7 separate regions of the Mus musculus genome follow, and regions 1, 2, 3, 5, 6 and 7 are each linked to region 4. The links are chromatin contacts, called in public HiChIP or PLAC-seq, capture Hi-C and promoter capture Hi-C maps. All regions are on one chromosome and are shown on one strand. Each heading gives the region's core, a stretch centred on a gene start, on an enhancer-like site or on the middle of the called end of the contact. The rest is flanking DNA. Distances are from core to core; before and after follow the strand shown.

Region 1 (3,503 bases), core at 963-3,462, 360 kb after region 4:
AGGAGCATTCAGCCCAGTGGCTCCCACGCCTCTCCCCAGAGTGTCCCACCTGGTGGGGTTTTTGTTTTGTTTGTTTGCTTGTTTGTTTTGTTTTTGGAGACTGGGTTTCTTTGTGTAACAGTCTTGGCTAGACTGTTCTATAGACCAAGCTGGCCTTGAACTCAAAGACTGGGCCACCTCAGCCTGCAGAGCGTGGGATTGCCTGGTTCCCACCCTGCTTTTACCACTATGTCGGATCACAGTAGTGCATCCCCTTACTAAACTAATATATGTCCTTCCTGAAATAAGGTACTAAAATAAGCTAGTTTTCTCTGAACTACAAAAAAAGTTCAAATTCTTAAAAAAAAAATCCCATTTGTTTACTGTGTACAGGTGTAGGTACACGTGTTACAACACACAGAAGGAAGTTCCTAGGGGTAAAGTCAGTCCATTAGGCTTGTCTGTGAGTCCCCTAACTCAAGAAGCCATCTTGCTAGCTCAGAATTCTTCAAGGAGCTCAAGAAGCTTAGTGTATACTTGATTGATTGATTGATTGATTGATTGATTGATTTTAAAGACAAGGTTTCATGTAGCCCAGGCAGGCACAGAACTGGCATAGCAGAGAAGAGCCTGAAAGTTCTGGCCCACCCACTTCAGGAGTCCTCAGCTTATAGGCACGCCTCAGCACATTTAGTTTCATGGGATGCTGGACTGAACCCAGCTCCCTGCATTCCAGGCAAGCTTTCTACCAACCAAGCTGCTTTCCCAGGCCTAGCCTCAGTCAGGTATTTAATAGTTTTCAACAACAACAACAAGGTCTCCATATAGAACTATCCTGGAATCACTATGTAGACCATGCTGGCACTGAACTCTGCCTACTTCTACCTCTTTGTCTGCTGGGTGGGATTAAAGGCCATACACCACAATACCCAGGCCAGGGCATTAGTTTTATGTTTTTAGAGAGGGTTTTTCTATGTAGACCAGGCTGGCCTTGAATTCACAGAGATCTTCCTGCGTGTGCCACCACCACTCCTGGCTTACTTAGGGCTTACTTAGGAAGAAGATCTTCACACTATAGACTTTTGATTATTTTGTTTTCCAAGACAGGGTCTCTCTGCAGAGCCCTGGCTGCTGAACTGTCGTTTTTGAGCTAACTTTGGGGAAAACATACAGCATTTCCTTATTACTGTCTATAGGTCTGCCAAAGTCCATACCCACGTGTTAGGCTGTAATGGGGACAGGAACAGTGCGAGTCTCTCTGTGCCCTGCTTTATAAAGAGAGGAGGCTCTCAAAGGCCTTGGAGTGGCTTTAACTAAGGTCATATAACAGAGGCAGAATGTGAACTCCTGTTTACTTTTGGTGCTTCCCAGAATCCTGGGTAACACAATTACTCACCTCCATTCAATTTCCCCTCAAGGAAGAAATTTTAAATGTATTCTGTACGGAGCCTAAACTGGTGTTTCTGGTCCAGCAACTGCCTGGCTCAATTAAACACATTTGTGCTTGCTTCAGCTAACCAAAGGTCACCTAACTTCCAGACCTTGAAATAGAGGCACTGGGCTAAGAACGCTACAAGCCAACCTGTCCCCTAGATAGAGTAACGCACTGCAGATAATCAGGGTTGTACTAGTAAATCAAAAGCAGTGATTACAGACAAACCTCGGAAGCTTCGTTAACATGTATAAACCAAGGGGTTCCATCCCAGCACCACATGAACCGAGAGCGATAGCTCTTACTGGTGAGGTGGAGGCAGAACCATTAGAAGTTCAAGGTCATCCTTGGCTACACATCAAGTTCGAGGACAGCATGTGTGACACTCACACCTCAAACAAAACAAAAAGAAACAATCGCAAAGATTAGAAATTACATACCTTGTATTAGGAGCGTGGATTTTGTGAAAAGGTTCCAACCCTTGGTGCAGGGTGGCCTCCAGTTCACTTGGTTTCGGGAGCTGGCCGTAAACGTCTGTTCCTCCGGTCTTTATGAAAGGGACTAAACGCGTTGTGGTGGCGCACGCCTTTAATCCCAGCACTAGGGAGGCAGAGGCAAGTGGATCGCCGAATTCCTGGAGAGCGCGCGGAAAGTGACCACAGCAACACCTCCAGCCGGAACCCCGCAGCGGGCTGTCCTAACAGCCCAGCACGTGCTCCGGGAACCAGCCTCCCCACCACGTGACACACCACGTCCGGGGGAAACCCAAACTTGGCGCGCAGAGGCCGGAGCTCCACTAAACTCTCCCCAGCGCAGCCTGGTCCCGCCCCGCCCCTACAGCGGCCCAATCAGTGGGAGCATCCAGGTAGAGCCCGCCCCCAGCTGCCCACGCGCGATTCGCCCGCGCTCAGAGCAGGGCAAAGCCTGACGGAAAAAAAAAAAAAAAAAAAGAGCTCTGAACTGGAGGGGGTGGGAAGGAGGAGGGGACTGGGCGGTTCCTTACCTTGGGACCTGGGACTTTTGGGCAGTATTGCTGATTGTAGGAGTGTTTTGTGATCCAGAAGACCTGGATAGGATTGGGGATCGAGCCTGGTTCGGGTTCAGTTTCCAGTAACTAATGCACAAGTGTCCAGGGGATCTGCCTCCAGAGTTCTAGGATTAAAAGTATGTGCTACCATGCCTGACATAAATAGATCTTTTTTTTTTTTTTTTTTTTTGGTTTTTTGAGACAGGGTTTTTCTGTCTAGCCCTGGCTGTCCTGGAACTCGCTCTGTAGACCAGGCTGGCCTCGAACTCAGAAATCCACCTGCCTCTGCCTCCCAAGTGCTGGATTAAAGGCGTGCGCCACCACCGCGGGTCCTGGTGTCAGCCCACAGTAATCCCTATCTCAAATAAATAAGTAAACAAAAAAACAAACAAGACAAACAAAAACCCAGCTGGCATGACCAGAACTCTACAGGCTTTGGCAGAGGGATCTTGAGACAGAGGGCAACCTGACTAAATACCAAGATTCAGGCTAGCTGGCTGTCTCAAATATTAAAATGAGGCTGGCTGTGTGGCTCGGTGTTAGAGAGCCTGCTTAGCCTAAACAAGAGTTTGCGTTGTTTGTGTTACACACGCTAGTAAAAACGAATGAAGCAAATCATATTGCCATGGGGCTAGAGAGATGGATCAGTGGTTAAGAGCATTTGTTGCTTTTGCCGAGGTCCTGAGTTCAATTCCCAGTACCCACATGGGTGGCTCACAACCATTTATACCTTCAGTTCCAGGGGCTCTGATGCACACTTCTGACCTCTGTGGCCAATGCATGCATGTGGTACACACATACATGCAGACAAACACTTGCATATATAAATAAAATAAATTTTTAAATATATATTATTGCCATGTGTGCATAAAAATATAAAAATACATTGTTTAGTAACAAAATTAATTTAAAATGATAAGATTTAAAAAATCATTTTAGAGTCAGGAGGTAGTAGTGCAGCCTTTAGTCCCAGCCCTCAGAAGGCAGAGGCAGGCAAAAGGGTGTTAAATCCCCTAGAACTGGAGTTATAGTTGGCTGTGAACCACCACAAGGGTTCAGAGAACA
Region 2 (3,529 bases), core at 832-3,331, 350 kb before region 4:
AGAAGCAGTGAGAGAAACCAGCTCTCAAAGGTCTCCAACTTCCAATCCCTGAAGCCTAGGGATATCTTCATATACAGCAAAGGGGGCGTGGCCGTCCTAGATGTGTTTAAACAAAAGGGCTTGTTGAGATGAAGAGTTTGTTCTAGATTATCAAGGGACTGGAGTACAGTCCTGTATTCTCAGGAGAGGAGGGAAGACCAAGGGAGGAAGTAGGAGCCAGACAGCTGAAGCAGCTTTGTTGCTGTTGGTTTTTTGTTTGTTTGTTTTTTGTTTGCCTTTTCCAGCTTCTTGCAGTTACCAAGGTGCCCAGCAACCAGGAAAGGAGGTGGGGGGGGAGAGAGAAAGTGAGAGTGAGAGAGAGAGAGAGAGAGAGAGAAGAAGAAGAAGAAGAAGAAGAAGAAGAAGAAGAAGAAGGAAGAGGAGGAGGAGGAAGAGGAGGAGGGGGAGGAGGAAGAAGAGGAAGAGGAGAAGAGGAAGAGGAGGAGGAAGAGGAAGAGGAGGAGGAGGAGAGAGAGTGTGTGTGATATGCCTAGTGTGTCTGGAAAGACCATTCACTGTGCTTGGCTTATGGGAATAAAGATGCCATGCTCAGAAACCAGGTCTGGAGTCACAGTTGAAAGCAGGCCTGAAACAACACAGTGCCCACTTGCCCTCCTCTCCGCTTATAATTTGTGTTTCCCGCCAGGCAGTAAGGAGGACCTAGGGTGGGTCTCGGCTTTGTCAGTATAAGTGAAGGACCTTCATAGATGTGGTGGGCTAGGAGAGAAGCAGTCAGGATGTATAGGATGAGGCAGAAGGGGTGAAGTGTCTGTTACAAGAAGACAAAGGTGCTGAACTTAGCACAACGCTCACACTCCTGATGAAGAAACAGGACTGAAAGGGTGACTGACTCACTTGTGTCAAGTCACCTGGGGACTTGGGTGCTTTGACCTGATGAATGGCTCAGACTTCGACGAAGCAGGTAACTCATGCCACCCTGAGGAGGGGAGCAGAAGCCTTGGGGTAGCCACGGCTCATGGGGCTGTCTATAAGTTAATCGGTTCATTTACAAATCCATTCAAAATTCTTTTACTTAAAATCTGTTGGTGGCTTACTTCCCACAGCACTAAGGAGGCTGCCTTTAGGCTCTTTGTAGTCCTACAGGCCCTGACCTTGGATTAAAATTCAGCATGCTTTTTTTTTTTTTTTTTGGTTTTCCGAGACAGGGTTTCTCAGTGTAGCCCTGGCTGTCCTGGAACTCACTCTGTAGACCAGGCTGGCCTGGAACTCAGACATCCGCCTGCCTCTGCCTCCCAAGTGCTGGGATTAAAGGCGTGTGCCACCACTGCCTGGCTAACATGCCCACTTCTTATCCCATTGGGTATGTATGGCCTCCTTACACTTGTGCTTATTCATCAAGAGCACTCCTGCCTCGGGGCACCCACACTTGTCTTTTCCTCTCAAAGAATGCTCTTCCATGCGCTGCTGGTGCAGGCTCCTTCCTGCTCTTCAGCGATTTGTTCAGACAGGCCTTCTCTCACTCGCAGCTAAATCCATCACTGCACCTGCTGATTTTCTTCCTAGCACTTATTTCGCTCTAAAATTATCTTCGTTATGGACCTGATCATTGTTGGCTGTCTGAGTCTCCCCTACACAATGCCAGCTCCTTGACAGGCAGGAACCGCACTGCTTCGGTACCCAACAAGGTGCCACATGTGCCGTGACTACATTTTTTACATCTAACTTGAGGAAATTTGAAACGGATTCTCCAACCAAAGAAACAGTCACAGGTGAGGGCCACATGGTGGTGGAATGAGCGGGGGACGGGGAGAGGCCTGGCCCAAGTCTAAGTCCAAAATCCTCAGCGAGTGATGAGCAGACCATGTCCTGTGGCTGTCCCCAGGCCTTTCTCGCCGGGCTGCACCTTCAGGCCCTCTGCCAAGCCCCTGCCCCCAGACAGACATGGGGCGTGCAGTGGGGCGCGCGGGCGCCAGGGGGCGCTGTCGGGGCGCGAACGGCCCACCTGGCACCCGAGGCCACGAGCGAGAGCTGCCTGGCCGCCCGGGAACTTTTTTCCTCGCGCTCTCGCTCTCCTGCTCCCCCCGCACGTCGCCCGCCCGCCCGCCGCTCTTCCTGTGTGGAGGGGATCGCATTTCTCTCGGGCTCCCGCGGGCATCAGGCAGGCCCGGCAGGGTGCGCGGTCAGGGCCCGCTACGCGCGCCGCCGGCTCCCGGCGCCCCGGTGCCACCCCCGCTCGCGCCTGGGCTCGGACAGGCCGCTTGCAGAGCCAGGCGGTGGTGGCGGTGGTGGCGGCGGTGGCCAGGGTAGCTGGCTGCCTTGTCGAGGTCCGAGGAAGGGGCCCCGCGGCCCACCCTCTTTCCCGCCCGGGCGGCCGTCGTGCCGGACACCCATGGGCGCGCGGGCCTCCGGGCCGCGAAGTCGCAGCGCCGGACGCCGGGCCCCGGAGTGACCGCGGGCTCCGAGGTGAGCGGGGAGCCCGGCGCGGGGACAAGGACCTGGGCGGGGGCGGCGCGAGGCGTGGGGACCCAGCGGGCAGGGGTCCGGGCGGGGGCCGAGCGCGCGTGGGGCGCGGACGCGGGGTCGCGCGGCCTGGCTTTGTGTGGCGCCGGCGTGAGGCCGCTGGTGGCCGTGTAGGAGCTGCATGAGGGGATTCTGGAGAGTCGGTGGCCCGCCGGGCGCCGGTGCTGGGACCTGAGGCCCAGTGTCACCGAGTGTGGGGCGGGGACGTGGGGCGGTGCAGCGAGGGCCCGAGGGAGCTTTGTGAGTGCGTTCTGGGTGGGGACGGGGAGCCGGAGGCTCGGGGTGTAGCCTGCTCCCGGGTGTCCGGACTGCGAGGGCCGCTCGTGGTGACACAGGACGCGGCGGTCGCCGCGTGTCCCCGCCTGGGCCTGTGCGCAGGCCCCGCACTGACCAGGAAACGGTCCCCGCGACCCAGGAGTCCCTTCGTGGCCAGGCCCTGGGCGCACGGGCCTTTTGGGGTGACGCCACCGGCTGGAGCCCGGGACACGCGAGCTTGGTGCCCTTCCGAAAGCGGCGCGGCGGCCAGGCCCGTGGGCCCTTTCGAGGCCGAGTCCCACGCCTTTTGGAGGCAAGAAGACCTGTGGGGGGGGGATACTGGGCCGAGCGCGGCAGGGGCGAGGGCTTGGCAGGGCTGGGAGGTGACATTTGGAGCTCTGGTCACAACTGGAGGCCTTCAAGGAGGAGCAGAGGGGAAGCGAAACACAAGGCAGGCTCCAGGTCGCGGCGGCCCCAGTTTCCCGGGGCGCCCGTTTTTCCCAGCGACCAGCTAGCTAGCTCCTCTTGGGGCTCCCGGTCGCTCATTCACACAGCAGGGCGGGAGTGCAGCCAGGAGCTGTGCCTGCGTCCCGGGAACCCAGGACCTGAGGACTCTGAATGGATTAAACCCGAGCGTCTTACGCTCCGAAGGACTGGGGACGTGAGGCTGCGTGCCTGCACGGCGAGCCCAGGCCGGCGCGTCCCAGCCCCACCGCACGCACTCCCGCAGCGCTTGTGTCGCGGTTCGAGCGGG
Region 3 (3,300 bases), core at 487-2,986, 370 kb before region 4:
GAGAATATACCACCCCATCCAGTGTAATCTCACTTCAATTCTGACAGGATCTCCCTACCCGCTGGACTCTGAACAGTTTCCTCCAAATATATCACTAGTCAGTCAGCCCAGCATCTGGCTTTGGTTGTCTCTCATCACGGAGGTGAAAAGTGTTCTAGTTTATCTGGCCTGATCTTGCATGGAGGTTGAGGGCAAGGTAAGTGGAAAACCTTTGCTGCTCCCTTCCCCTTTTAGTTAAATTCAAACAACAAAGAGCTATAGAAGAAGGAGCTGCTAGGAGCTGAAGTGGAGCTTACCTGGAGTCTGGGCTCAAGTTTAAGTCTCTCTGTCCTGTGGGTGATGTCCTAGCTTCTCAAAACACTGCTTAGGTTATTTTGTTTGAAGTCTCTTTTCTGGGATCTGGAGAGATGGCTCAGTGGCTAAGAGCACTGGCTGCTCTTCCAGAGGACCAATTCCCAGGTTCAACTCCCAACACGCACATGGCAGCTCACAACTATCAGTATCTCTAGCTCCAGAGGAGCTGACACCCTCACACCGACACACATCAATATACATTTAAATAAATTATCCAAAAGGAGAAGTCTCATTCCTGCAGAATGTCAAAGGTCCGCAGCACACAACATAACGAGGAGAACACAGAGCACAGCCAGGAGAGAAAACTTCAAAAAATCATTTTTGAAAAATTAGTACTTACTTGAGGCAGGGTCCATGAGCTGGGTTGTAAATTCATGAGGGAAGCATCAAAACGACGGGTAATTGACAAAAGAATCTATTTCTTGTCGTTGCACAGAACCGCTTAGGGTGATAATTATGGTCGGCAGCATTCTGCCAGGATTGTCAAGCTAGCCCACCTTTCTTCTCAGACGCACACTTACATTTGTTTCAGTCAGGGCAATGGGCTGTGGTTATCTACAATTTCCCATTTAACTGTTTAGGGCTGGTCTGGAAGTCAATATGTAGACCAGGATGGCCTTCAACTCACAGATATTTTACATGTCTTTGTCTCTGTCTCCAAAGGGCTAGGACTAAAGGTGTGCAGCATCATGCCAAGGTCATTTTAAATTGCAATTTTTAGGTGGTTTGGTGTTTTGCTTGCATGGATGCCTGTGGACCACATGAGTGCAGTACCCATGGAGGCCAGTAGGGGGTGGTGGATCCCCTGGGATTGGAGTTAAAGGTTGGTATACTGATGCTAGGACTCGAACTCCATCTCATCTCAGCTTTTTGGCTAAGATCAAGTGTAGGAATCGAACTCCAATCCTTTAGAAGAGCAACCAGTGCTCTTAACTCTTAACCACTGAGCCATCTCTCCAGTACTATCAATCATTGTGTTTGTTTTTTTGTTTGTTTTAAAGAATAAACAAACTGATTTTCCCACCTTCCTGCAAATTTTGTGATCACAGTTTGTTTGTTTTTTACAGCCAAATAAAACTCCACTGTGTATATGAACCACACGACCCGCTCATCTGTTGGTGGTTAACTAAGATAGTTACAGTTCCTTATTATTGTGAACAGAGCAGCAGTGAGCATGATGCACACGTGTCTCTGTGGGGCACAGAGTCCTTTGGGGACTTGCCCAGGAGAACAAGCTGTCTTTGAAATAAAGTAAAATGTGCTTGTTTACAGCTACCCTCCCTAGATGACCAATGTCTAATACCTTTTCCTCACCAAAGAGGTTCTTTATGAAGTGCAGTATCTGAACATGTCGAGTTATCGTTGCTTAAAGAGGACAAGCCATAATGTAATTAGAGGCACATGAACACAAGCCCGGGAAACTTCACACTGAGCAGTCTGCTTCAGTGGGTGTGGGGGCACACAGCTTTGATCCCAGTACTTAGCAGTCAGAAGCAGGAGAATCAGAAGGAGTTCAAGGTTCATCCTCGGCTACATAACAAGTACAAGGCTAGCCTGGGCTACATGAAACCAGGAAAGAATGGAGGGAGAGAGGGAGAGAGGGAGGGAAGGAAAGAAAAGGAAACTAGTCTGGAAGACATCAGCTTGGCAAAATGTTCTCCTAAGTTTTGTATTATAGAAGGTTTATATTAAGAACATAAACACATTCAATATACAATACACATGATAATTAGTATCGCATTTCTTTTCTGTGGTATTCTGTTAGAGTACTGTAAAACCGACGAAAAGAGTCACATTCCAAGTACCTGGGTGCATGGGAATTTTGGGAGGGTTCTATTCAGTCTGTGGCTCCACCATGGAACTCTCATCTCCTCCCCTCCCTCTCCTGCCTCGTTCTGTCATTTTTTCCCTAAGCTAATGCTACCTTTGGCTCTGGCTGGCTCTTCTGCTCAGCGGCTCCTCCCCTAGAGCCTTTGGTAGCTCTGTCTCTTTACTCATCCATCATCCTTCTCCCAGACTCATTCCCATTCATAAATGTATGCCTTTCCCATCCTCGCCTCGGTGGATGTGTCAGTGTTCATCACTGTGACAAAGCTCCTGTGATACCAAGGTCTGAGAGCTTCCGGTCCACAGTTGGTTGGTCTATTGTGATGAAGCAGAGCATCATGATGGAATCAAGAGAGTCTGACAGAGTTGACTACCTCTTAGTGTCTAGAAAGCAAGGAAGCAGGATCCCAGGTTCTTTCTAGGGGAGTACCACCGGTGACTTAACTTCCTCTCCATGGGGACTACCTTCTTATGCCCCACCACCACCTGCAGGCCGGTGGACAAGCTTTAGCTTGTGGACCTTGTCTTAGTTAGGGTTTTACTGCTGTGAACAGACACCATGACCGATACAACTCTTATAAAGGACAACATTTCATTGGGGCTGGCTTACAGGTTCAGAGGTCCAGTCCATTATCATCAAGGTGGGAGCATGGCAGCGTCCAGGCAGGTATAGTGTAGGAGGAGTTGAGAGTTCTACCTCTTCATCTGAAGGCTCCTAGTGGCAGACTGACTTCCAGGCAGCTAGGGTGACGGTCTTAAGTCCATGCCCACAGTGGCACACCTACTCCAACAAGGCCATGCCTCATAGTAGTGCCACTCCTTGGGCCAAGCATATACAAGCCATCACAGACCTCTAGGGACATTGAACATTGAGTCCTAACTGACCATGGTTGAGAGGCCCAGAGCTCTAACTTCTTCAACCTTTTCAAATACATTTCTAAACAGTGAGGTTGCTAAGCTCCCAGCCAGATGTGAACTTGACTCTGGCCAGTAAAGGCACTGACTCCCTTGGCCAGGAAGAAGGGAGTTTGGCCAAGGCTCCTCCTCCTGGAAAGACACAAATCTCTCAGCAACACCCCTGGACGCAGCCTCCAGCTTTGCAAGACTGGGAGGATGCCA
Region 4 (3,248 bases), core at 645-3,144:
GGATAGGGCTCTTTCTACACCACGTACTGTCCTAAGGCTCCTGATTTGGCAGGTTCTTCTAAGCACTAAACACACGTCAATCACTGTGTTATGTTTGGGTTACATCAGTAACTCAGCAGAATGGGGTTGTTGTGTTGTTGAGTCATGGGCCTTACTGTATTCTGAACATTAACTCTCTGTGTCCTCTGTGGTTTTCTCCAGTGTCTTTGACCTTGCTGAAGTATCTTTTGATGGACAAGTTAAATATGTACATAGAGCATAGTGACCTCTCCCTGTGCAAACCAGCCCCATCTCCACAGATCTGCATGGACAGTGGAGCTCACAGCTGGCTTCCAAGACTTAGGTTTGGAGGAGTCGGATCTTCCTTGAAGGAAAGGCTAGCTGCCTTTTCCTTGATCTTGAGGTAGGCCCAATTCTCGGGCAGGCAGCAAAAACAAAACAAAAAAATTAAGGACCATGGGATCATGAAGCAGACAGCAGAGAAGATGTTAGCATTCTTGGAAATTGAGCCATTTCCCCCAACTGTAAAGTCAAAGTGAGCTTACTTCTGGGGTTACAAGGTGGTGGTAAAAGATTCCAACAGCCATATTAGGAAGGAGTTGATGGAAGGGGTGGGGATAGGGAATAAAAGAAGTGCAAGATACAGGTATATGAATGGAAATGTTATGGGGCTAGAGATGGCCCAGTGCTTAAGAGCACTTGTACTTGCAGAGGGCACAGGTTTGACTCTGGACCCCTATGGTGGGACACAAGCATCCCTCCAGATCCAGGCAATCTGATGCCCTCTTCTGACCTCTGCAGGCAACAAGGAAGACATGCATGTGGTATACACATACATGTAGGCAAAACACTTATACATGGAAAATAAAACATCTTTTAAAATGTTATAACCCATTATTTTGAATGCTAATTGTTTTTTAAAAGGAAATTTGAGGCAGAAGGGACCTGAGGACTTGGGCCTGGGCTTCTCAGGCCTTCTCATCTGCATTGACCACCCCAGCTTCCAAAATGCTCCATCACCTTTTGATACCCACTCAAAACATCATATAAACCTACCACACTTAAATCGTACTACCTTGCAGAAACAGCATACACATCTACTGCATTACCATGAGGGTGTGTAGACTTGGAGTTCACAGCCAGAGCTTCATTCTATCTTGGCACTGTCATTTAACAGCTGTAATTTGCAATACCTATTCGGAAACTGCAATGCAAGCGAGACTGGTGACCCCATGCACTTTGTTCTTGAAACAGACATGTTCGATTCCCAGAACCCACGTGGTTGTTCACCACCGTCTGAAACTATACTTTTAGGAGATCTGGTGCCCTGTTCTGAGCTCCACTGGCACATGCACATGGTGTACATACATATATGCAAGCAAAACACACATAAAATGAATACATCTAATTTAAAAATTAAAAAAACAAAAAAACAATACCCCACATTAAAGCTGGCATTAAGTGCTCTTAACGGCTGAGCCCAGTTTTGAACTTTTCGTTTGCTTTCCTATCTGACACTGATACTAGCTGTGCAACCCAGCTGACTTCAAATTCGCAGCAATCCTCCTGCTCCTGCCTCCTGAGTACTGGGATTAAAGGTTACTCCAGCAGGCTAGACCCCAAGACTCTTTTACTGCCTTTACAAAATGGGAGCCTTAAGACTTTCTGCCCATCTCCTTTTCTGTCACTATCAAAGAGAAAAGAGATTCCCCCTCTGCTTTGCAAACTCAAAGCAGTTTGGGGTCTGGTCCTAACGAACCAAAGTCAAGACCCGGATGCTCATCGCAGCTGGACGAGGTAGGAACGGATGGTATCTGCTCTCCACGTGGTGTGCCCGGACTCCGAATCTCGTAGCACCGGGAGCTCGGGAGGACTCCATTCTTGGTGCGCTTCCTGGTTCTGACTGCTTTGCTTCCGGCATTAGACGTGAGCGCTCAGCGCTGTAAGCTATAGGCAGCGTGAATCTCCGCCGAAGCTGCAACTATGGGGATCTTGGAGAAAATCTCGGAGATCGAGAAGGAGATCGCTCGAACGCAGAAGAACAAGGGTAAGGGCGGGATCGGAGGGGTCTCCCTTTCTACCCTCCTTGTTTTTCTTGTCTGTAAAATGAGGGGACAACTGGAGCCACCACCGAGGCCGGAGAAACACCGGGGAAGTGCCGAGGCGTGCGTGAGGCGGGAGCGGGCACATTCAGCGACGTGATTTCAGGGTTCTTGAGAGATCTGATCTGTGCTGGACTCAGTGTTCAAGTAGAGAAACCTCAGCGCGCACAATAAGCCCGTGACCCAGAAAGGCAGTGTCGGAGATTTTCCCCTAGGGTCCTGGCAGCTGGGCCTTCATGCTGAGAAGGGCAAGAGAAGACATCTCACAAAACAGCTTGTCCCGGCAGACAGGCAGGCGCCAGCGAGCTAGTGTCAAGGAAGTAGGGACTGGAGAATTTGTCCACTACGTTCTTGCTATGTAACCTTGTAAAGTCATGTCAGTTTTTGGCGACCCAATGTCCTCATCTGTGGATAGGGATAACACCCGCTCTGTTGTGGTTCACATGTGCAAAGCCCTTGCCAGAGTGATCACCTAATATTTAAAGTAAACCACCCCAAATACACAACACCAAGGAAGCATCAAACTGTGAGGGTTGGGGATCAGTGGAGAGGTGGGACTGCCAAGCAGTGTCTAGCCTTGGTGCTTTCCCGAGTCTTGAAGAAATGTGGTGACAGAGTTAGTGCTGCTGCCCTTCCTGTTCGGATGCACAAGGCTAAGTGACCTTTCCAGGCAGTAATGGCAGGGTGGGATTGATCTGACTTAAATTCAGGCAACAGCAGGTTCATAGGTCCTGAGGCAAGGATAAAGTCAGAGAAGGGTGGAAGGAGTTGGGGCAGGACAGCTGAGGTCCTCAGTCTCAACCATGTCCCTGCTATCATGCGGATTCGGTAAGACCTGAAACAGAATTCCTTCTCAGTAACTTAACCCTGTTCCCCAGAATTTGGAAGCAGTATGGTAACCCTAACAATACTTTTTTTGGTTTGGTTTGGTTTTTGGTTTTTCGAGACAGGGTTTCTCGCTGTAGCCCTGGCCGTCCTTGAACTCACTCTGTAGACCAGGCTGGCCTTGAACTCAGAAATCCGCCTGCCTCTGCCTCCCAAGTGCTGGGATTAAAGGCGTTCGCCACCACGCCCGGCCTGACAATACTATAAAGGAGAAGGAAAAGGGACAGGTGTACAGTGAAACAGTCTGTTCTCCCTCCATGA
Region 5 (3,275 bases), core at 411-2,910, 510 kb before region 4:
TTATTCATGCTTCCTACGTTATCAATTTGTTTTGTTTAGCCATATCTATTTATATCTCAAGAGCTTTTTAAAGAGATGCCCTCATTCTGCCAAAGATAGATTTGGGACTTGTAATTAAGTTATAAAACACATTAAGGGGGGAAAGATGATGTTTGGTTGCTATGAGGATAGTATCAATGGCTACTAGATGCTTTTTGAATTCTGAATAAAAGCTCACATTAACATTTTGAATCAAAAGTTACAGATCAGGGAGGAGCCTGGCATCACATACCTGTAGATTTTAGACATAGACTTGGTGTCAAGGAAGCTCTGTGGCTTTGTGATCCTGGGGCTGCTATTATAGCCCTGTAAACTTTTGTTTCTTTTTCTATAAAATGGAAAACTAAGATATACCTTCCAGAGTTTCTCGGTGGATTAAATGAGGGTTTTAATGGTTTCTCGTCACTTTCATTCCACAGTAGTAGTGATAGCTACTGTTTGCTAACACTGCCGTTTTACCATGCATTCTCCCAGATGTCTCCAGAGGTGTCTTCAAGTCTTTTCTGGCACACCTGGTTCCATCTTAGACCATTCTCTTCTCCCTTCTTCCTCAGGAATCATGGCCCTTCCCCTAAGGTGGAGAGGTCCTGGGTTAGAAGGAAATCCTACAGTTTCCTGCAGTGAGAAATGTTCTTCTAATCAGACACTTAGTTCCACAGGGGCCTGTATTCCCTAACTCCACTCCCCCCACCCACCTTTCCCTTTGGGTGATTAGCCCATTGAGTCATATTGAGAAGTTGTGTTCCCACTAATGGGATGAAATGCACCTAAGCCTGAGATGGAAGAAAGTGGCCATTTTGTTGAGTGTTTCTGCTATCTTATCTTGAGTTCTGGTGCACTCATTTTCAAGAAATAAATAAATCACCTTGTTTCACTTTGTTTCTGTCTTCTTTTGAGCAACACTGAGATTATTCTTTTCCTGACAGTGCCTCTGTTTAGAGAACTATCTGCAGCTCTGAAGAAAACAATTCTGAGACCTGTAGCTAAAAAACCTGAAAACACCATTGTGAAGTTCCACGTTCCTGCTTCTTTTTGTTTCTGAGATGTGGGCTCCTGGCCTCTCTTTACTGACATGGTTCCTGTCATCAAAGACAGATGTCCTCTCCCAGTTGACAGCTTCCCTAATCCCTGATTTTTGTTAGTCAGAATCAGAATTACTGCTACCCTTGTCCAGAAAATTTTTAATGGAGCCCATTTGCTTGAAATGAATAAATACAAGCCTATCGTAAAGTTCTCCTATTTGGTCCAAGATCTTAGTCTTATATACGTATGTAGTCTGGCACCTGCTAGATGCATACCAAATGCTTGAAGAACGATTAGTTTTCCCCTTGGCAGCCGTGTGGAACTAGTTTGTATGGCCTGTTTTGCTGTCGCCAGTCTGGGGCCCTCCTGGAGGCTAGCATGACACAAAGACGTGTAAGTCCTTGTCATCTGGATGCTCGCTGCCGCAGAGCCTCAGTTTCACACGGTGCTCACCAGCGTCATCCGTTCTTCCTGCCAGTCCCGGGGGTCCTCGTTGGTGTTTTGACCTCTCTCTGTCATGTGAACTAGAAAGATGACTGGAGTAGATTCCCTAATCCTGACTACTCAATTTAGCTTTCCCGACACCCGTCGCCTAGCAACGCCCGCCCGCCTACGCCCAGGGCGCAGACTCAGAGTTTTTTCCCGCCCGGCCTCCCCGGGCGCGCAGTTGTGACGCAAGCACCCAGCGCCCCTCGGCAGCTGCTGGACTCCTGGTGCTATGGCTTCCTCTGGGGTGGCGGGTGGGAGACAGGCCGAAGATACGCTACAGCCACCGCCCGAGCTGCTGCCGGAGTCCAAGCCGCCACCACCGCCTCAGCCTCTGCCGGTCGCTGCGCTCCCGCCGCCGGCGGCTCCGCGGCCTCAGTCCCCCGCTGGCGCGAAGGAGGAGAATTACTCCTTTTTGCCGTTGGTTCACAATGTCATCAAATGGTAAGGGTCTAGGAAAGGTTAAGACACCACTTTTTGCGACTCTAGTGTCCCTGGTTCCGAGCTGCCAAAGCCCGTGGGCTCTGGACCACGCCCCATTTTCCCAGAGGGCCCACGTTGTCAGGCGCCTTAAGAGTTACACTTTACTCCCGGGTGAAGCCCACGTACTGATCAAATGCATAGATAGGTTCTGCAGTGTCCCATCCCAGATCCTGCAGTGACTTGGGGATGGGTCTTAAGTCCTTACACATAGCCCGAAGGCAATTTTATACAGTTGTTTTAATTCGCCTGCGTTTTGACTGTTCGCATGAAGCCCAGAGCGGAATTTCTCACTTGTGGCATTATATGAGCCCCGAAAAGTGTTCGAATTTTGGTGGACCTCAGACGTTCAGACTCGAGATTCTCACCGTGTACACAGTTTAGTACCCATTTCAATGCGAGGCATCTTACCTGTGTGGGCTCTGTTAGGTACTAGGGTTGTACACCGTAAAGAAAGGAGCAGCCATTTACCCTTACAGGGCTTAACGGTTACAAGCAAAGAAAAACAAACAAACATTCTTAAAAGTGGAGAGATGGCGCACACCTTTAATCCCAGCACTTGGGAGGCAGAGGCAGGCGGATTTCTGAGTTCGAGGCCAGCCTGGTTTACAGAGTGAGTTCCAGGACAGCCAGGGCTATCCAGAGAAACCCTGTCTCCAAACAAACAAGTGGAGAGGGGAGAAGTGATGCTAGGAAACATTTGAAACGAAGACACAGAAGTTGCTCTGAATGATTGTGTCCCACTATTAACTTTATTCTAATAATTCTAATAGAATATACAAGGATGTATGGTCTTTTAGGCCCAAAGTCTCCAGTCTCCATGATGGCCTATGTTTTTGCTCACTCCATATACGCTTGGGTCATTTCCAAGAGGTACACTTTTTGGTGCAAGCATTCTCAAGTGTGCTTTGATAAACTTAGGTGACGCGGAACAGTTACTGCCTGGTGCCTCTTTGTGCAGTCAGGATTCTTAGCAACACTGGGAGTTGGACAGGTTGGTGGGTAAGAGCACTCGCGGTACAAACGGCACAAGGATCTGAGTTCCAATCCTCAGCGTCCACATAAAAAGCCAGTCATGGCTGCTCGTGCCTGGAGCCCCAGCGTCCCAGCGCTACAGACAGATCTCAAGAGCTCTGGCCAGGCTGCCTGGCTGACACTGTTAACTTCCTATTTAATATGAGACCCTGTCTCTAGGCAACAAGGCGAAGCGCTACAGTATAATACATCCATAAACTAGTGACATCATT
Region 6 (3,235 bases), core at 196-2,695, 420 kb before region 4:
GTATCCTCCCCTACCTGTGTCCTCCTCTGGCTGGCCTCCCTGCAGCTCCCCCAGGACATGCTAGGCCCACAGGTCCTATAGACCCTAAGTGTACTGCACGTGAATGCCCACTCACACATATCCAAATCAAATAAACAATGTCATTTTTAAACAGTAAGCTCACCATATTAGGGAAGGAAAGTGGAGGAGGGGTTCCTGGAGGAGAGAACATTTTACCCTTGCAGTGGGAACCCTCCCCTTTCCCCATGACCTCCAGAGAAAAACGTTCTCACAGTCTTTAAAGGACTGTCAAGAATTCAATTCACTGTCACTGTCCCAGTGCTGAGCACCATCCAAGGGAGCCTGTCCTGGTATAGGATGTTAACGACCAAAAAGTGACCGGGCCTGTGAGCGTTCCTAGGGCCATCCCTGAGGTCAGGGAACTGAGGTCTGAAAGAGGACTTATCACTGACCCCACCAAAGAGGAGCCAACCAGGAACTTGGAGAAACCCGCAGAGGCCAGGCTCTGAGGGCCAGGACCAGCACAGCAGAGCCCTTCTGGATCCTAGGCAGGAAACCCTACAAGATATGAACTTCAGCCACCAGGGGAGGGCCCACCAGCCACAATAGACAAGAATAAAAGACAGTTTCTGGGTCCTGGATCCCCAGCGTGAGATGGGTAAAGTGGGTGGTGAATCACACACACGCTTCTTTCCTGCTTTGTGAGAGCTAAGACGACAAAAGAAGAAAACTCAAAGATCAGCGAGTTAACACGGCTGAACCTGCAAATACCAGCATCCACCTGTCTCTCAGTTAAAGGCAAAGTGATCTATGCAGAGTATGACCACACAACCAGGTCCCCGTGCCCTGGTCAGCCTGCCTCAGCAGGTGGGAAGGGTTCATCTGGAAGCCAGGTCACCTTGAGGGTTACTGTTGCCTGGAGAAGTAGCCGCTTCCCGGGAGAGAGTGACTAACGCTGAGCAGAAATTAGAAACAGAGGAACTTGCTCCCAGCTCTTCACACCTGAGACATGGGGGGCCCCTCCCAAAGCCCACTCAGAGCTGGATTAGCCGAAATTAACCCCAAATCCTTCTGACATGAACAGAGAAGCCATGGCTTTCTCCCCTACGTCCTGCCTCCCAGCCAGTGTCAGATGGTCCTTTGAGCCATCCCAGCAAAGGAGGGGGGCCCCTCCCACTCTCAAGCTCCTTCAGGAGGCTTGACTCCTAAGTTCTCCCTTGAGGTCAGATGCCTAATGGAGTCTAAAGAGAGAATCAACCTACCAGAACCAGAAGGAAATGGGAGCCAGCCTCCAGGGACAGCTCAGGTCACCCTGATGATGAACTCAGCTGCAGAACCCCCACAAGCTGAAAGGAAGGCGGCACATAGCAGTTCTACCACACTGGGCACCTGGACACACTTCAGAGCAATGTTCTGTAGTTAGGGAATGATTTGCAGGGGGTCAACAGCACCCAGGGTGCAAGCTGCATTGTGACATCCAAACAAACAGCCAGAGTGCCAGACAGCCAGGGTTGCATTGATCACCTGAAAGTCATGGGCCTCTCTGTGACATGTACCATACACATCAAAGGATAAAAGGGACAGAGTGGGGCTGTCTCAGACCGGGGACAGGTTCCTTCATCCCATACAGTGGCCCTCTGCAATTGCATACTCTTCGCCCTCTTCCCAGCTATCCCAGTGTCCAGGAATTACCAGCAGATCCAGGAACATTCGCTGGGCAATTCCACAAGAGCCCTGTGGCCTGAAAGAAAGAAGCAAGGTACTGGAACCTCTCTACCTAGGTCTACACTCCCAAGAGGGGGAGGCACCATGTTTACTATTAAGGCATCCTTTCTGCCCCATTTCATACACTGTGCCCTCCCTGGATCTAAGGAAGGACCCAGTGAAGGACAGAGCTCTACCCTCCTCCTGAATGCCCACAGAGCTCACAGTAACCACCTGGACTGATCTGAGGTCAGGTTCCTTAACCGAAGTGGGTTAACAAGAATGCCCACCCACCCAAGATGACCCATGAACAGAGTGAAGAGCAGATGTCAGATACAGATGTGAAGGCCCTGGTGTCAAGCCACCTGGACTTTCTTCTGCTACATCCTAACTAAGAAATACAGATGTGTCACCTCTCACTCTCTCGACAGGCATGTATCCTAAAGCAAGAACCAGAAGACACTGACCCAGCAACATTCAGTAAAAAAATAAATACAAGTTTCAGGCTGTCAGCCATGGCTCAGTGATAGAGCGCTTACCTAGCACGTTTGAGGGTTCTAGGCTCATCCCTAGTAACAATCAGAGGGAAGCTGCAGTTGTGCCTTCTCTCACCTTTTCAGATAGGTGGACAGTGCCTTGACTGACCATTCACTTGGTGAATGACAGGTTGGTGCCAAGTGGCAGGCTGGCTCCCTTATGGCACCACAAAGTCTTCCCAGAGGGGCACATGGCTAGGACCTGACCCCACCTCCTGGACCACTTCTGCTGAGTACCTCAGGAGTGGCAGACCTGGTTCTGCGATATCCCAGCATGTTCTTTCACACAGATTTACCCAGCCACTTCACACCAGCTTAGAGGCAGAGGATGGGGAACAGCAGTAGGTGGAGCAGGGAAAAACATCCCAGTGTGCATGAGGGAGGGGCATAGGAAGAAGAAGTGGAAACGCACGGGCTCTCTGGAAAGTCAGTTGTGTTGGGTGGCATTTTGCTAAAACAGACACATGAAGGAACTTCTCACTGAAGCAAACACAGGTGAAAGGATGCTCTGCTAAAGCAAACTTGTGAGAGGGCACATGAAGGACTCTTCAATAATAACACGCATGGATTGGTCCACCTTGCATTGAGTAGTTGAATTCTATTTGTTGGAACTCCATAGAGAAAAATGCACTAAAAAAATTCTAGTGGTGTGCTGCAGCCTCTTGCTGCTTCCTCCATTGGCAGAGTGATGTCAGCTGAGACAGACTCACAAGCTGAGGCAAGACCCGTGGAGGACACGTGATGTTTGGAGGGGTCATAAACAGAACTGAACGGACAATGGCAGAGGTTGAGCTTGGCTTGCTGGTAGAGTTACCTGTGCAACGCTTGTGGATCTCTTGTCTTCCACTGATCTTTGCTTCGATAAGAGACACACAGCAAGCCAGGCGTGGTAGCTCACGCCTTTAATCCCAGCACTCAGGAGGCAGAGGCAGGCAGATTTCTGAGTTCAAGGACAGCCTGGTCTACAAAGTGAGTTCCAGGACAGCCAGGACTAT
Region 7 (3,130 bases), core at 360-2,859, 490 kb before region 4:
ACATGTAAACAAGTCACTTGGCTATGATTGAACACCCCCCCCCCCCACCTCCAGCCAAAGTTTCCAGTTTGCTGAGGACAGAGGTGGCTGACAGCGGCCATGGCAACACCAATCACAGACAAGATAATGCCCTATTATTAGTCCTGCCCTGAAGCGAGCAGGACAGTTACTTTAAGTCTCACAGGCTGATGAACTTCACACGCTTTTTCTCAAACCTCTTGAGAAAAATGCCAAGCGCCCCTCTGCTGGGTCCTGGCATCCCAGAATCGGAGGTGACAGCTCCTGTCTTAGCTAGTTCTCTTTCCTTTCACAGCAGGTGACTGTCCCTTACTGGCTTGGTCTCCCCGGGCTGGGTCTCAGGGAGGGAAGGAGAAGGCCAATTGGCGCTCCTGTGGCACGGACCGCTAGTCCAGGAATCCGATTTGACTTTTGAACAAAAAAGGTCCTCAGGTTGTGTGGCTGACCCTGGGGGCTCCTAACTGATGACACAGCGCTCCTTGTCCTTAGCCTGGCTGCCGACACTGGTTTTTTCACGAATGTACATGAGGTCGCTGTGCACGCTGGGTCTGCGAGCAAAGGGCGCCAAGATGCCAAAGGCATCGCCGTGGTCGCCCCCGCCTCCGCTGCCCGCACGCAGAAGCTTCTTGTTCCTCAGAGCCTTCTTGTGCAGTACGTCGCAGTACTGCACAGATACCTTGCGGTGCAAGTCGGGGCTCATCTCGCTAGGCAGCTTGGCCATGGCAAAGAGCGCACGGAACATCTGGTCCAAGCTGCTGTTCTTCTTGGCTGAGATCTCGAAGTAGGCACAACGCTGAGGGTCGTCACCCACCAGCTGCTCAATCTCCCGCTGCTCTACTTCCCGGTAGAAGTCCCGGTCCCCTTTGTTACCGCAAATGACCAGCGGCACGTCCACATTCTCTTTGGTTTTGTTCTTGAGACAGGACTTGGTGTCTAGGATCTGCTGTTTGAGCCTTTGCACCTCTTCGAATGAGTCGCGGTTGTCTAAGCTGAACACCAGAATGAAAACGTCTCCTATAAGGGAACGAGTGGGAAAGGTGAGGACAGCTGCCAGGCACAGAGCTGCAGACACCCCAGGTGAAGGGGCAAGCCCCAAGCACAACACACCAGCCCCATCCACTCCCCTCAAGACTCCGGTCCCCCTATCCCCGTCGACTCCCCACTCACCTGTGAGGATAGAGAGGCGCCGCATGGCGGGAAACGGATGATTGCCGGATGTGTCCAGTATGTCCAACTGGTAGACTTCGCCGCGGATCGAGTAAAACTTTCGGTGGAAGTCCTCGATGGTAGGGGTGTAAGCATCCTCGAAACGGCCCGTGAGGAAGCGCGACACAATGGCCGTCTTGCCCACTTTGGATGAGCCGAGGATGACCATCCTGTAGCAGTTCTTGGCCGGGATACTCAGTTCAGAGTCGCTTGGGCACATCTTCTTGATCATCGCGGCCAGTTTCATTGGGTAGAGGGGCCCCAGGGGCGGATGCGTGGCCGAGAGAAGGTAGAGAGAGGGCTGCAGAGAACTCCGGAGTGACGGAAGAGCTTGGCTTCGGGACTGCGCGAGCTGGTCTGGGCTCTTGGGTACAGACAGCAGGCTCAGGCTTTCCGCGCCCCACACCGCCCTTATATTCAGTTGGCCGAAGCCCGGCCAGGCACCTCCCAGCTAAGGTGCGTCACGTCCCGCCCCCGGACGCGCCCAGCTCCTCCTAGACGCAGCGACCTCCGCCTTGGAGCCTGAGGCTCCTCTTCAGACCTACGTGCGCTGAAAGGAAAACTAAATCCAAACTACGGCCAGTGGGATCCGGCGCTTCCCACTTTTGGCCGCAGAGGTCCTGGCTGTGCCTTTGATTCACTTACCTCTGGGATCTCCATTCTCTTAACACTAGTGCACAGACACCCACTTTTCTTGGGCCTTAGTTTCCCCAAAAAATATTATCTGATGATAGCAACAGATTTGCTGGACATTTGCCCCAGGGCCAACCCCTTAGGTCCCCGGACTCTTGGTGCTCTCCTGGGCTTAGTGTCCGGTGTTTGTGGGTTTTCTATGTTATCGTCCGCGCTTTGCGCTTCAGCCACCAGAGGGAAGCAGGGAGCCCCACGGACCCGCTGGGATGCCTAAGGTTGTGGCCACTCTGGAGAGGGGCAGGAGGCTGGCTGGGGACCCTGACGGGGAGCGCTGTCATGGACTTCCTGTGCTCTACTTTCCCAACTAGAGAGAATCTGATCGATGGGGACCTCAGTAGAGGAGAGTCTGTACCTGACTTCATACTTCGAGACAAGCCCCTTTAAAAAAAAAAAATCAAAACAGGCCAGAGTACCTACAGCCTCCTATGGCTTTCGGGACTTTCCCCTCTCGTGGGCCAATTCATCGTCATTTTGCACTGAGGTGGCTGACTGGGGCCGATGATCTCAGAGGAGGCCTGGAAGCACAACCTTCACTGTAGTTCAGTTTCCCTTTCTGAAAGATGACACTGGTTCCTTGATTGTAAAGATTAAGTACAAACACGTTCCGAGACCAGGGCCTGGTCAGAACAATAAAAGTATAGTATCAGGGAGGCTGCCTAGGGGAGGAAGCCGGTGGCAGGTTGATCAGTAACCAGGACTGAGTGATGCTTGAGGAGAAACGGGACGCGTCTGCTGCTTGTAACTGACGACACAGGTGAGCTGTGTTTATTCTGCTCTGACCTCGTCTTATTTAGGAGAGGCCCAGAGACCGAGTGGCTGACAAATGCCCCTTGCCCATCCAGGCAGTCTTGGTGTCCCACAGGCAGGGCTAAAGTCATTCCCACCCATCCAGATGCTTGCACTATGATCCAGGATTTCAACAGAAACCCAGTCTCTAGATCAGCAGTGGGCATCCTGCCTGGAGCCCATGCAACGTAGGTGTATTGATTTGGTGGTCCCTGTGCTAAATGATAATGCTCTCCCTGGAGACAGAGAAGCAACACTCTGCATTTAACAGATGGGGGAACTGAAGCACAGGGAAGCACGCTGCTGGCCACCTGGCTCCCAGTCTTCCCTTCCTCCCCTCTGCCTGTGCCCCCACAACAGAGCCCACTACACAGGCTGCTGCGGTTGTCTGGCCCGTTTCAATCTAGCAGGATATCCATATTCACTC

The links. HiChIP or PLAC-seq counts read pairs in DNA pulled down with a chosen protein or histone mark. Capture Hi-C pulls out chosen DNA fragments and counts their contacts.
Region 1: a contact with region 4 is called in a FOXA1 HiChIP or PLAC-seq map of pancreatic cancer cells. The contact joins the promoter of Shmt1 here to the promoter of Drg2 in region 4. A contact is called at or near these places in 1 of 115 datasets of contacts at active chromatin or transcription factors (pancreatic cancer cells) and 2 of 9 other capture datasets (liver and pancreatic islet).
Region 2: a capture Hi-C map of macrophages shows a contact between it and region 4, with 2.5 times the contacts expected there. The contact joins the promoter of Rai1 here to the promoter of Drg2 in region 4. A contact is called at or near these places in 3 of 39 promoter capture datasets (hippocampal neurons and liver), 2 of 484 Hi-C or Micro-C datasets (the HL-1 cell line and embryonic stem cells), 10 of 115 datasets of contacts at active chromatin or transcription factors (bone marrow-derived macrophages, embryonic basal ganglia, embryonic forebrain and 7 more) and 4 of 9 other capture datasets (adipose tissue, liver, macrophages and 1 more).
Region 3: a contact with region 4 is called in an H3K4me3 HiChIP or PLAC-seq map of pro-B cells, with 5 times the contacts expected there. The contact joins the enhancer-like site here to the promoter of Drg2 in region 4. A contact is called at or near these places in 4 of 39 promoter capture datasets (embryonic stem cells, hippocampal neurons and liver), 1 of 15 datasets of contacts at CTCF or cohesin (pro-B cells), 2 of 484 Hi-C or Micro-C datasets (the HL-1 cell line and embryonic stem cells), 7 of 115 datasets of contacts at active chromatin or transcription factors (the SCID.adh cell line, bone marrow-derived macrophages, embryonic basal ganglia and 3 more) and 3 of 9 other capture datasets (adipose tissue, liver and pancreatic islet).
Region 5: a promoter capture Hi-C map of liver shows a contact between it and region 4, with 2.4 times the contacts expected there. The contact joins the promoter of Med9os here to the promoter of Drg2 in region 4. A contact is called at or near these places in 4 of 39 promoter capture datasets (cranial neural crest, embryonic stem cells, liver and 1 more), 1 of 115 datasets of contacts at active chromatin or transcription factors (large pre-B cells) and 2 of 9 other capture datasets (adipose tissue and liver).
Region 6: an H3K27ac HiChIP or PLAC-seq map of double positive thymocytes shows a contact between it and region 4, with 4 times the contacts expected there. The contact joins the promoter of Pemt here to the promoter of Drg2 in region 4. A contact is called at or near these places in 1 of 39 promoter capture datasets (pre-B cells), 2 of 115 datasets of contacts at active chromatin or transcription factors (bone marrow-derived macrophages and double positive thymocytes) and 2 of 9 other capture datasets (adipose tissue and liver).
Region 7: an HNF4G HiChIP or PLAC-seq map of pancreatic cancer cells shows a contact between it and region 4. The contact joins the promoter of Rasd1 here to the promoter of Drg2 in region 4. A contact is called at or near these places in 2 of 39 promoter capture datasets (liver and pre-B cells), 1 of 115 datasets of contacts at active chromatin or transcription factors (pancreatic cancer cells) and 3 of 9 other capture datasets (adipose tissue, liver and macrophages).

What each region holds. Positions count from the first base shown.
Region 1 is chr11:60,809,053-60,812,555 of GRCm38.p6, forward strand. Shmt1 (serine hydroxymethyltransferase 1 (soluble)) reads right to left here and starts at 2,213. Exons shown (of 12, transcript NM_009171.2): 1 at 1,852-2,213.
Region 2 is chr11:60,102,932-60,106,460 of GRCm38.p6, forward strand. It overlaps Rai1 (retinoic acid induced 1), which reads left to right and starts at 2,082. Exons shown (of 6, transcript NM_009021.2): 1 at 2,082-2,463.
Region 3 is chr11:60,083,640-60,086,939 of GRCm38.p6, forward strand. No RefSeq gene overlaps it. Among named protein-coding and RNA genes, the nearest start is that of Rai1, 20 kb to the right of the region's middle. Within about 2 kb of position 1,737, at least 22 of the 459 cell types and tissues checked have an H3K27ac peak or open chromatin away from gene starts, as enhancers often do. A contact at or near this core is called in pro-B cells, where this site is marked.
Region 4 is chr11:60,452,697-60,455,944 of GRCm38.p6, forward strand. It overlaps Drg2 (developmentally regulated GTP binding protein 2), which reads left to right and starts at 1,895. Exons shown (of 13, transcript NM_021354.2): 1 at 1,895-2,047. The coding sequence starts at 1,984.
Region 5 is chr11:59,946,487-59,949,761 of GRCm38.p6, forward strand. Med9os (mediator complex subunit 9, opposite strand) reads right to left here and starts at 1,661. Exons shown (of 2, transcript NR_045273.1): 1 at 1,338-1,661; 2 at 406-610. Med9 (mediator complex subunit 9) reads left to right here and starts at 1,728. Exons shown (of 2, transcript NM_138675.3): 1 at 1,728-1,992. The coding sequence starts at 1,781.
Region 6 is chr11:60,035,560-60,038,794 of GRCm38.p6, forward strand. It overlaps Pemt (phosphatidylethanolamine N-methyltransferase), which reads right to left and starts at 1,446. Exons shown (of 7, transcript NM_008819.3): 1 at 1,263-1,446.
Region 7 is chr11:59,963,335-59,966,464 of GRCm38.p6, forward strand. Rasd1 (RAS, dexamethasone-induced 1) reads right to left here and starts at 1,610. Exons shown (of 2, transcript NM_009026.5): 1 at 1,186-1,610; 2 at 1-1,032. The coding sequence starts at 1,471. The coding sequence ends at 476.